2 separate regions of the Pan troglodytes genome follow, and region 2 is linked to region 1. A link is a contact called in public Hi-C data. All regions are on one chromosome and are shown on one strand. The core of a region is the stretch at or near the end of the contact, and the rest is flanking DNA. Distances in the headings are between cores, read along the strand shown. Region 1 overlaps MYO16 (myosin XVI). Region 2 has its middle 200 kb from the start of COL4A1.

Region 1 (5,271 bases), core at 1,577-4,076:
TTATGGCCCTCAGGTTAGAAATTCTCTCCTCTTTGGAATTTCTTTCACTGAAAGTGGATGCACCTTCTGTCTCTTATATGGTCTGTGAGAGGGCAGAGGCAATGCCAGATTTGTTTATCAGTGTTTTGGATTTCCAGTAGCAATCCCTGTGCTTACATTAAGTACATGCTTATTGGATGACTATAAGGGAATTAGCTCCACAAGTTAATGCAAGTCTGGTTTATAGGCCTCCTGCTTGCACAATTTCCCTGTATGAATTATTGGGCATTTATATAGAGAAAGCGCTACAAGTTGTGAGAAAAATGTCACAAACATTCACAACAAATCCTTAGGCATTAAAAATATATATTTCTAATTAATATAGGGAACAAAGAGCTTTGGCTCTTAACATAGATAAATTTGGTTACTGATACATTTATTAACATTGAAAGTTCATTTCGAAGTGTAGATGAACACAGTATTATTTCTACTAGACATTTAGGGGATTAAAAACAATGAAATATATAGCTGCAAGTCTCAGGCACAAGCACTCTTGGCTACTACAGAGAGGCAAAGAAATTAGAAAAAAAATCCTTTTCTTCCAAAGAGACATATTCTCTTCTTGTCAAGCCCAGGTCTATTAACATGGCAAAGGAAGAAACTTCACACAGCTCCTGCTTGCTTAATGTCCACTTAGTGATAAATGGAGACCCCCCTTCTCTGGGGGTGTTAATCTAGTTTCCCCAAAGGACTTACTCGTTTGGAAAATGAGGAAAATTATGCATTGATTTAAAATGGTTCTGGAATGCAGAGGAGCGCCCCACTTTGTATGAGACAAGAATTCAGACAGTCACAGATCATCAGCAGAAGAGCACCTCAGTAAATTATCTTCCACACTTTTTCTAATTTTCATGAGCACTCCCACCCCCAACTCCCCACACACAAATAAATCACCGTGGGGAGAAATCATCAAGGGGAGTGAAAAAGATTTAACTGCTTCAGACAGGATAAAACACTACAAGACCTGCACATAGGCAAGAAGCCTGGGGGATGCTAAGCTCTGCATCCCATTATGGGATGTCAAGATTTGCATAAGGCAGACTAATGTCTCATACTTCAGTCTCGTTTCAATGTGTCAGAGATTAAATGACGATAATGTTGGAACTTCTGTTTCAAACATCAGGAGCAGAGAATAGCAATTTGCACACACCGTCCTGGAGCACATCCCAGGTTTCCATGAGTAATTCAGGGGCATTTGAGTCATTATAAAGCATCTTGCATCTTGTCGCTAAACAATGAATGGGTAACTGCCCTTGATTTGGCATAGAAACATCTGAAACCCATATGATATTGACTTAGGATGCAATTGCGTGTCTTTGAATTTTGATCTTTCATAGTTAGTTCTACCTGATATAATATTTAGAATCTTTTTTTTTTTTCTGTAGTAGAAGGGGCTGTCTGCAAGTGTTCCCTTGGAGAAATTTGCAGAGTCACATTGCTTGGTGGAATGCTAGCCCAAGAATTATTTTGTTTATGTCGTGAAAAATGACGCCCTGGCTTCGAGAATCAGGCTTTTGTCATGAATAGCAGCTTCATGCTCGTGAAGACTGAAATGGATTGATTGGTTTGAATACTTATTAAACTGCCTTAAGAATAAATGTTTTTTTCTTCCTAAAGAACATCTATGATAAAATATTTATAAATATTTAAATATATATTATTTAAATGGTTTGACATTGGTTTTCTTTTTTCTCTTTCTTTTTTTCTTTCTCTTTTTCTCTTTCTCTTTCTTTCTTTCTCTCTTCTTTCTTTCTTTCTGGGCAGTGTATTGCTCTGTGGTCTAACCTGGAGTGTAGTGGAGCAACCACGGCCACTGTAGCCTCCACCTCCCAGGCTCAAGCGATCTGCCCACCTCAGCCTCTCTAGTAGCTGGGACCGCAGGCGCATGCCACCATGCCTGGCTATTTTATTATCATTATTTTTTTTTTGTAGAGACAAGGCCTGGTTAGCTACTTTGCCAGGGCTAGTCCTGAACACCTGGGCTCAAGCGATCCTTCCACCTCAACCTCCCAAAGGGCTTGGATTATAGGCATGAACCACCATGCCTGGCTGATTTGACATTGGGATGCACTTAAAAATGATCCAGTGCCAGAGGAGGGAAATGGGCAGGAGTAGAGATGAAATAGGATGGGCCACAGAGAAGGTTCATTAATCTACTCTTTATACTTTTGTCTATGTTTGAAATTTTCCATAAGGAAAACTTGAAAAACAATTATTTTGTAAACAAATGGCCCTATGGAATAAAAGTATATTGTAAAAAAATTGTTTATAAAATACTCTCACTCCAAACTCATAATGTTCTTATTCAGAATATTTATGTAATCAAATAAAATATTTGAAATTAATAGTGACTTCCATTTAGCTTATGTGATCCTTATTAAGTAAAAATGCCACAAGAGCTAGTTCTATCAAATAGATTTGTATGTCAAACTGCTCTTTTATAGGTAAATTTTACCTCAAACAACTATTTAATAGCCACCTACTATATGCAAAGAAATACTGTACATTACAGCTTTTTTGTTGACATCATTTTTAGTACCTGTTTATAACTTATAAGCTAAGGATGCACTGTATCAGAATGTAATAAAACTGAATTTTTAAAAAATATTTTGAGTCTGATTTTCGTTAATTTGGCCTGGCTGTCTTCCACTTTCTTCTCCAGATTTCTGAGATGTACTGCATTTTTGTCAAGACCCTGTCTTCCTGATCTTTTTCAGTGAGTAGAGAATAACATGCTCATGTGATTTCACTTTATTCTGGATAAACTCAACCAGACGCTGAGATGCCATTCAGAGCAATGGAGCACCCTAGTGGCCAAAAGGAGCCAAGGACTCTCATTCACCATTTGAATCGGGTCTCATAGTTTTTGAAACCAAGCAACTAGAAATAATTAGCATAATAACATTAGCCACATCATCACATGAGATGGAAAAAAATGTTGTGAATTAATGGGATCTTTATGTCTAGAATGGAATAGACAATTAAACATTTAGTCAATATTAATTTTAAGGGCCAAGTAGCCTAGACACTGTATCCCAGAATTATACATACCCATCATCAGTATAAAGTTCATTTGGCATTCTTGAGTTTATGGGAAAATTCTCTTCAACTAAACTCTTATGACTATTTCTCGTTGCCCCTCAGTGAACAAATATTAATTTTAAAAGACTTTTTTTTTTTCTGTCTCTTTTTCTCTTGCTGTCTGAGCAGCATTGCATAGGTAGCTAGGGGAAGAGACTCTAGAGACAGAGTTACTGCACTCAAGTCATTCTCTGTCCCGCACGAGCACAGCAGCTTTGAGCAAGTAGATTAATCTCCCTGTGCCCCAGTTTTTCCACCTGTAAAATGGAGATAAGTGGAGCAGATGCCTTATAGTGTTGTGAGAATTAGATGATTCAGACAATGCCTGGCACAGTAAGCACTACAATTCCTTGCTGCAAATATTTCTTCTCAGACTGCAGTCACATCCATCATCTGCACAATCATATCTTTCTTATATGTGTGTCCACCACTCTTAGAATCTGCATGGTTTTGTATACTTCAAACTGCATATCCAAGAATCTATAGAAAATGAACTGGTTTGGGCAACATAGAATTTGTGAAATCCTACATATAAGGCTATGGAATAGTAATGGAGTAGAATTACGCAAGAAACAACCTTGCTTCCTATACACAACTCACTGTACATTATAGCACATTTTATTTCAACCAGAAATAACTAAAGTAGTGAATTACTGAGCAGTTTAATCTCCTCGATGTCACTGTTCCAAACAGCCAAGGAGAACATTTTGAACCCTTCTGCAAAATTTGTGCAATATTTTCTCCTATGAAAATTGAACAAAAAATGAACTTTAGTTAATTTAAGAACCCTGAAGGGTAAATTAGCCACACACTGTATTATTTGGTAAGAAAGCTATTTCATGGTGAAAATAAAAATGTCTTTAAGCATAAAGAAGGTAAAGTAAAAGATTTAAAACTTGAAATAAATTCCATAAAAGTCATTGAATTCATTCAGAAGAAAATGGATTACTAACCTCAGGATCAAACTGCGTAAACTTTAATAGTCATATAACCAGCCCCAGTGTTGAGCACCAGCACTGAATGCTTTTCCTTCCATAGCTTATGTTTAACCTCTCCTACATTCTAAAAGAATGGCCTGAACTATCCCATGAGAACATGACATCCGAACTTGTAAACTTATTCCCCTCATCACAGTCCATAAAGAATTATACATTTGGCCGGGCATGGTGGTTCACGTCTGTAATCCCAGCACTTTGGGAGGCTGAGGCGGGCAGATCACCTGAGGTCAGGAGTTCGAGACCAGCCTGGCTAACATGGTGAAACCCCATCCCTACTAAAAATACAAAAATTAGCCGGGCATGGTAGCGGGCGCTTGTAATTCCAGGTACTCGAGTGGCTGAGGCAGCACAATTGCTTGAACTTGGAAGGCGGAGGCTGCAGTCAGCCAAGATTGTGCCATTGCCCTCCAACAAGAGCAAAACTCCATCAAAAAAAAAAAAAAAAAGAATTATTATACACTTCTCAACTGTATAGTTAGGACTCCCATAATCTGGTGTACAGGGATGACCTGGTCTGATATTGCTAAGTTTCTATTACTACAGCAACTATGCCAACGGCCAAAGTTGCCAATTCATGTATTTTTGAGAAAGTCATAAGTGGCTCAATCCAATCTTTTCAAATGATTGGATTTCAGAAAAGCCCACAATAAGAAAATAGAGTCTTATAATTATAGTTGAACTATGTTGTACTTGAGATTTTGATGTGTGTTCCCAAATACTGGTTAATACCACCACAGGGAAATAAAATTAGCAAATTTACACACTATGCCTGGAGGGCTCACTATAATTCTCACTATCCTCTAAGGAGTAGACTTTGGGATTTCCAAATGATGAGGTCTGTCTAGAAATTCATTAACTTCACTTCCTTGAATAGAGTCAAGAAGAACTCACCCTGTTCCTTTCTCTAGTAAAATGAGGTTCATGAGGTTTTAATAAACTTTTAGTTCTAAAAGCAAATATTAATTTGTTCATTTAATGATTTTCTCTTATCAATTTTGTTCCTTGGAATGAAACACGGTTTGTGAAATTCAAACATTCTGCTATTTAGAAGTACAATTTCATTTATTAATGGCCTATAATTAAGAAGAATCTGTTAGCTAAACAAACAATTAGCTTATTTGTCTGAAGAATAAATAGGGAGAAGGTTATTCAT
Region 2 (5,284 bases), core at 2,720-5,219, 980 kb before region 1:
TACAGGATTTTGGCGTGAACCCTTTGTTAAAAAGCAAGGCGTGGGGGCGAGGGTCATGGGCGGCTGGGAGTTGAGAGGGGAGGCTGCCCCAGCCTGTATGGTGGCCCTAAAGGTAACTCACACCGAGCTCTGACATTCTTCCCTTCAGGAGATGGAGCTTCATTCCCCTCTTCTTGAGTGTGGTTTGGACTTAGCAACTCATTTCTAGCAAACACAATCAGGCAACATGAGGATGTGCGATGTTTGAGATTGGGTTGCACAAAGGCTGTGCAGTTCCTCTTTACTTTCTCTCCTGGGCCTCTTACTCTGGAGAAGCTGGGTGCCTTATCATGCAGACACCCTACAGCCCTCTGCAGGAACCCAAGTGGGAAGGAACTGAGGCCTCTGGCCCACAGCAGGGGGATGACATTAAACATGATCCTCCAGCTCCGGCCAAGCCTCCCAATGCCTGTGGCCCTGGCTGACATCTGGATTGCAACCTCATAAGACAGCAGGAGCCAGAAACACCCTGTATTCATCATACCTTTTTAGTTCTGATGACACATCTCCTTGCTGACACAAGAGAGCCTGCCCCTTCCAGGGCTAGCTCATTCCTAGAGACAGCAAACATGCTTTGAGCATGCTGTGGGTGCAAACCAACCTGGAACCCACACCATAGCCACCACCTTTATAGGGCTTGCTCACTCTGGGCCAATGCTCACCCTCCCTAGGTGCCCCGGGGCCAGCAGCAGACAATTAGGACAGACACCCCCAAGTGTGCTGATGGTGCCTCACCTCACTTTTCCCACACAAAGCGCAGTAAAGGCAAGAACCCAGGTCTCGTCTGCTCCCTCTGCCCCTTGACCCACCTGGAGCTTCCCTATGTGCCCCCCATGTTGTGGCATGACCCCTTACCATGGTGTGGCGTGCCCCTGTGCTTTTCTTCCTGGGAACTGTGAGAAACAAACTGTCTTTCAATGGCAATCATCTCCTGCCCCACTGGCTTCCTCATCCTTACAAACCACACGTTATACAAAACACCCAGCTCAGCTGCTCTTGAATTCCCACCCCACAGAATCTGTGAGGTCATGAATGTAGGTTGTCTGAAGCAGGTAAATTTTGTGGTGGTTTAATTATACAGCAGCAGATAACTAACACAGCCTACGAAGATCTGGAGATTTGGAAATTAGGGAGATACTACAGTTTTCAAGGACAGCAACATGCTGAGTCTCTAATTTATTATTAGTTTTTGAAACAAAACCATTTATCTTCTCAGTTTTTATGGGTCAAGAGTTTAGGAGCCGTGGCTGGAAGGCTCTGGCTCGGGGCTTTTCACAAGGTTGCAGTCAAGGCGTTGATGGGGGCTGCGGTCAGCAGAGGGCGTGACTAGGGCTGGAGGACTCGGTCTTTTTTTTTTTTTTTTTTTTTTTTTTATTATACTTTAAGTTTTAGGGTACATGTGCACGATGTGCAGGTTAGTTACATACGTATACATGTGCCATGCTGGTGTGCTGCACCCATTAACTCGTCATTTAGCATTAGGTATATCTCCTAAAGCTATCCCTCCCCCCTCCCCGCACCCCACAACAGTCCCCAGAGTGTGATATTCCCCTTCCTGTGTCCATGTGTTCTCATTGTTCAATTCCCATCTATGAGTGAGAATATGCAGTGTTTGGTTTTTTGTTCTTGCGATAGTTTACTGAGAATGATGATTTCCAATTTCATCCATGTCCCTACAAAGGACATGAACTCATCATTTTTATGGCTGCATAGTATTCCATGGTGTATATGTGCCACATTTTCTTAATCCAGTTTATCATTGTTGGACATTTGGGTTGGTTCCAAGTCTTTGCTATTGTGAATAGTGCTGCAGTAAACATACTGTGCATGTGTCTTTATAGCAGCATGATTTATAGTCCTTTGGGTATATACCCAGTAATGGGATGGCTGGGTCAAATGGTATTTCTAGTTCTAGATCCCTGAGGAATCACCACACTGACTTCCACAAGGGTTGAAAGGCCTTTGACAAAATTCAACAACCCTTCATGCTAAAAACTCTCAATAAATTAGGTATCCATGGGACATATCTGAAAATAATAAGAGCTATCTATGACAAACTCACAGCCAATATCATACTGAATGGGCAAAAACTGGAAGCATTCCCTTTGAAAACTGGCACAAGACAGGGATGCCCTCTCTCACCACTCCTATTCAACACAGTGTTGGAAGTTCTGTCCAGGGCAATTAGGCAGGAGAAGGAAATAAAGGGTATTCAATTAGGAAAAGAGGAAGTCAAATTGTCCCTGTTTGCAGATGACATGACATATCTAGAAAACCCCATTGTCTCAGCCCAAAATCTCCTTAAGCTGATAAGCAACTTAAGCAAAGTCTCAGGATACAAAATCAATGTGCAAAAATCACAAGCATTCCTATACACTAATAACAGACAAACAGAGAGCCAAATCATGAGTGAACTTCCATTCACAATTGCTTCAAAGAGAATAAAATACCTAGGAATCCAACTTACAAGGGATGTGAAGGACCTCTTCAAGGAGAACTACAAACCACTGCTCAATGAAATGAAAGAGGATTCAAACAAATGGAAGAACATTCCACGCTCATGGGTAGGAAGAATCAATATCATGAAAATGGCCATACTGCCCAAGGTAATTTATAGATTCAATGCCATCCCCATCAAGCTACCAATGACTTTCTTCTCAGAATTGGAAAAAACTACTTTAAAGTTCATATGGAACCAAAAAAGAGCCCGCATCGCCAAGTCAATCCTAAGCCAAAAGAACAAGGCTCAGTCTTTGTTAGATAAGGTATCTGGGAGAGCTGCCAAGGGGATGGTAAGGGGGTGAGCAGAGATGGGAAAGCGCCACGTGGGACACCGTTCTGTCCCGCCACCCAGCCCGCCACGCAGCCCGCCACGCAGCCTGCCACGCAGCCCGCCACCCCGCCCACCACCCCGCCCATCACCCAGCCCGCCACGCAGCCCGCCACGCAGCCCGCCACCCAGCCTGCCACGCAGCCCGCCACGCAGCCCATCACCCAGCCCATCACCCAGACCACCACCCAGCCCGCCACCCTGGCCAGCCTTATCTTCTTAGTCTGTTAATCTTCTGCTAATATTGTTTGTTTGTTTGTTTGAAATGGAGTTTTGCTCTTGTTGCCCAGGCAGGAGTGCAATGGCGAAATCTCAGCTCACTGCAGCCTCCGCCTCCCAGGTCCAGGTGATTCTCCTGCCTCAGCCTCCCGAGTAGCTGGGATTACAGGCACCCACCACCACACCTGACTAATTTTTTATATTTGTTTTAGTAGAGATGGGGTTTCACTATGTTGGCCAGGCTGGTCTCGAACTCCTGGCTTCGGGTGATCTGCCTGCCTTGGCCTCCCAAAGTGCTGGGATTACAGGCATCAGCCACTGTGCCTAATATTCTGCTAATATGACCATCCTAGACTCTGTAGTAAGAGATTCTAACTTTGAAAACAGCAGAGTTTGCCTGATTTTATTTGCTATTTTTCAAAGCGTGCTGTTTCATCAGTGCCTATGCAATGATGTCTATTTTCCATTGGGGGCCTGTCAATACCAGGTGAAAGAGGGGCACCTGTCAATACCAGATCTACTTGGCCGCTCTACAAGAAGATCTGGTATTTACAGTTGCCCCTCTTTCAAGCTCAATCCCTATCTGTTTGGAGTCTAAAACAACCTGCAGACTTTCTTCTTCCCTGTGGGTTTTCCCTTGTTTAGTTTATTTATATCGGAAGACTCCACGAAGGGATCAGAGCGGACAGCTTGGGACTGAAGGGCACGTGGTGTCTGACTGGTTAGACAGTAGGGAAATAAGAGCTCCACAGAGGGAAGGGAATGGAGTAGCTAGCGCTTGGAAAGAGACGGCTGGGGGTTGACTTGGCAGCTTCTGGGAGTGCATGGCAGGCTTATCCCTCCGTGGAGGACAGGCCTGACTCAGCCGCCTGTCTCCATAGGGGGAGGAACAAGGCGGAGGCGTGCATGGCCGGGCTGCAGGACAGCTCAGCAGCGGGAGCATCAAGGGCTGCCAGGGCCCTGCAGAAGGCACCGCTCCGCCGCAGAAACTGCCTTTTCCGTATTAGGATCATGATCCTGTAAAGGTGCAGCTGCTGTACCATGCTAATGAGCTCTTAAAATCTGTATTGCAGCACGTAAGTAAAAAGTCTGAACAAACTGTCTTAAAGAAAGAAGACGAAGAAGAATGAACTATCAGTCACTGTTGTGAGCACTCTTTGAGGAGGCAAGGAGAAGTGTGCTTTTAGAATTGACTGCATTTTAAAGGACACAATGCCATTTTCTTGGAACTGGAGCAAGATAGAAATGTATGAATTTGTTGTCCCAGAGGGTGATGAAACTGTCTCTCAGGCAGAGTTCAAAGACCCTGAGGGACCCAGGAGATTTGTGGGAACGTCAGTTAGTGGGTTTCCTTTTTCATATGAAAAGGCTCCAGCAGTTAACCAGGCGTATTTAGGAGCATGGTGATGTGAATTTCCAAGGCTTCTCGGGGTAGCATTGCAGTATCAGACAACACAACAAAGTGAAGCTTCCTGAAATTCAAGACATTGTTGGGGACTTATCTCCAGTAAGGATCAGTTTAGGGACACATAAGGGAGACAGGCCACGCCTCTCTCCTGGTGTCCTCTAATACCCTTAGCCAGCAAGCACCTTAGACTACAGGAAGGGGGAAAATGGGGAAGAGGTCCCACTGATGTGGATAGATGGTCCAGTAGGGGTGTTTCTGAAGCCTGTGCCTGGGGTCTTGGCGCTTTCCCCTTCTCTCTGCCGGGGCTAGTCCCTGACTCCTGGCCCCTGCACCCTATCTGTCCTTTTTCTTGTCTGAGCCTAGAGACAGAAACCACCCAAGACCAATGTCAACTTGCCATGTCAGCCAGGAGCCTTCCCCTGGGTGGCAGCACACTCCACACAAAGCAGGCAGAGCAGGCCCGCTGCAGCATCCAGGCCCTGCTGGGAGGGATCCCTACTGGAAGTGCACTCACAGCCTGGTCAGCCTCATTCCTGGGCCTCTTGAGGCTCCCATGCATTTGCCAGAGCCCGCCCACACTTGCACTCCTACACTCACTTAGAAACACACACACACACCCCCACAGCCACACACACACACTCACATGTACACAACCACATCAACACTCACACACTTATTCACAAACTCACACACACACTCATACATGCACACAGGTGTATACTTGCACATCCACACTCATAAATGCACATCCACAGCTCACACAACCTCATGCACATACACATATACAC

Evidence for each region. Hi-C and Micro-C count contacts between places; a contact is called where the count stands out from the background.
Region 2: a Hi-C map of stem cell-derived neural progenitor cells shows a contact between it and region 1, with 7 times the contacts expected there. The contact joins two enhancer-like sites. A contact is called at or near these places in 3 of 7 Hi-C or Micro-C datasets (blood, induced pluripotent stem cells and stem cell-derived neural progenitor cells).

Annotation. Positions count from the first base shown.
Region 1 is chr14:114,747,541-114,752,811 of NHGRI_mPanTro3-v2.0_pri, reverse strand. The region is part of intron 32 of MYO16 (myosin XVI); the gene reads right to left. Among named protein-coding and RNA genes, the nearest start is that of IRS2, 650 kb to the left of the region's middle. Within about 2 kb of position 2,826, at least 1 of the 24 cell types and tissues checked has an H3K27ac peak or open chromatin away from gene starts, as enhancers often do. A contact at or near this core is called in stem cell-derived neural progenitor cells, where this site is marked.
Region 2 is chr14:115,726,571-115,731,854 of NHGRI_mPanTro3-v2.0_pri, reverse strand. No RefSeq gene overlaps it. Among named protein-coding and RNA genes, the nearest start is that of COL4A1, 200 kb to the left of the region's middle. Within about 2 kb of position 3,969, at least 10 of the 24 cell types and tissues checked have an H3K27ac peak or open chromatin away from gene starts, as enhancers often do. A contact at or near this core is called in stem cell-derived neural progenitor cells, where this site is marked.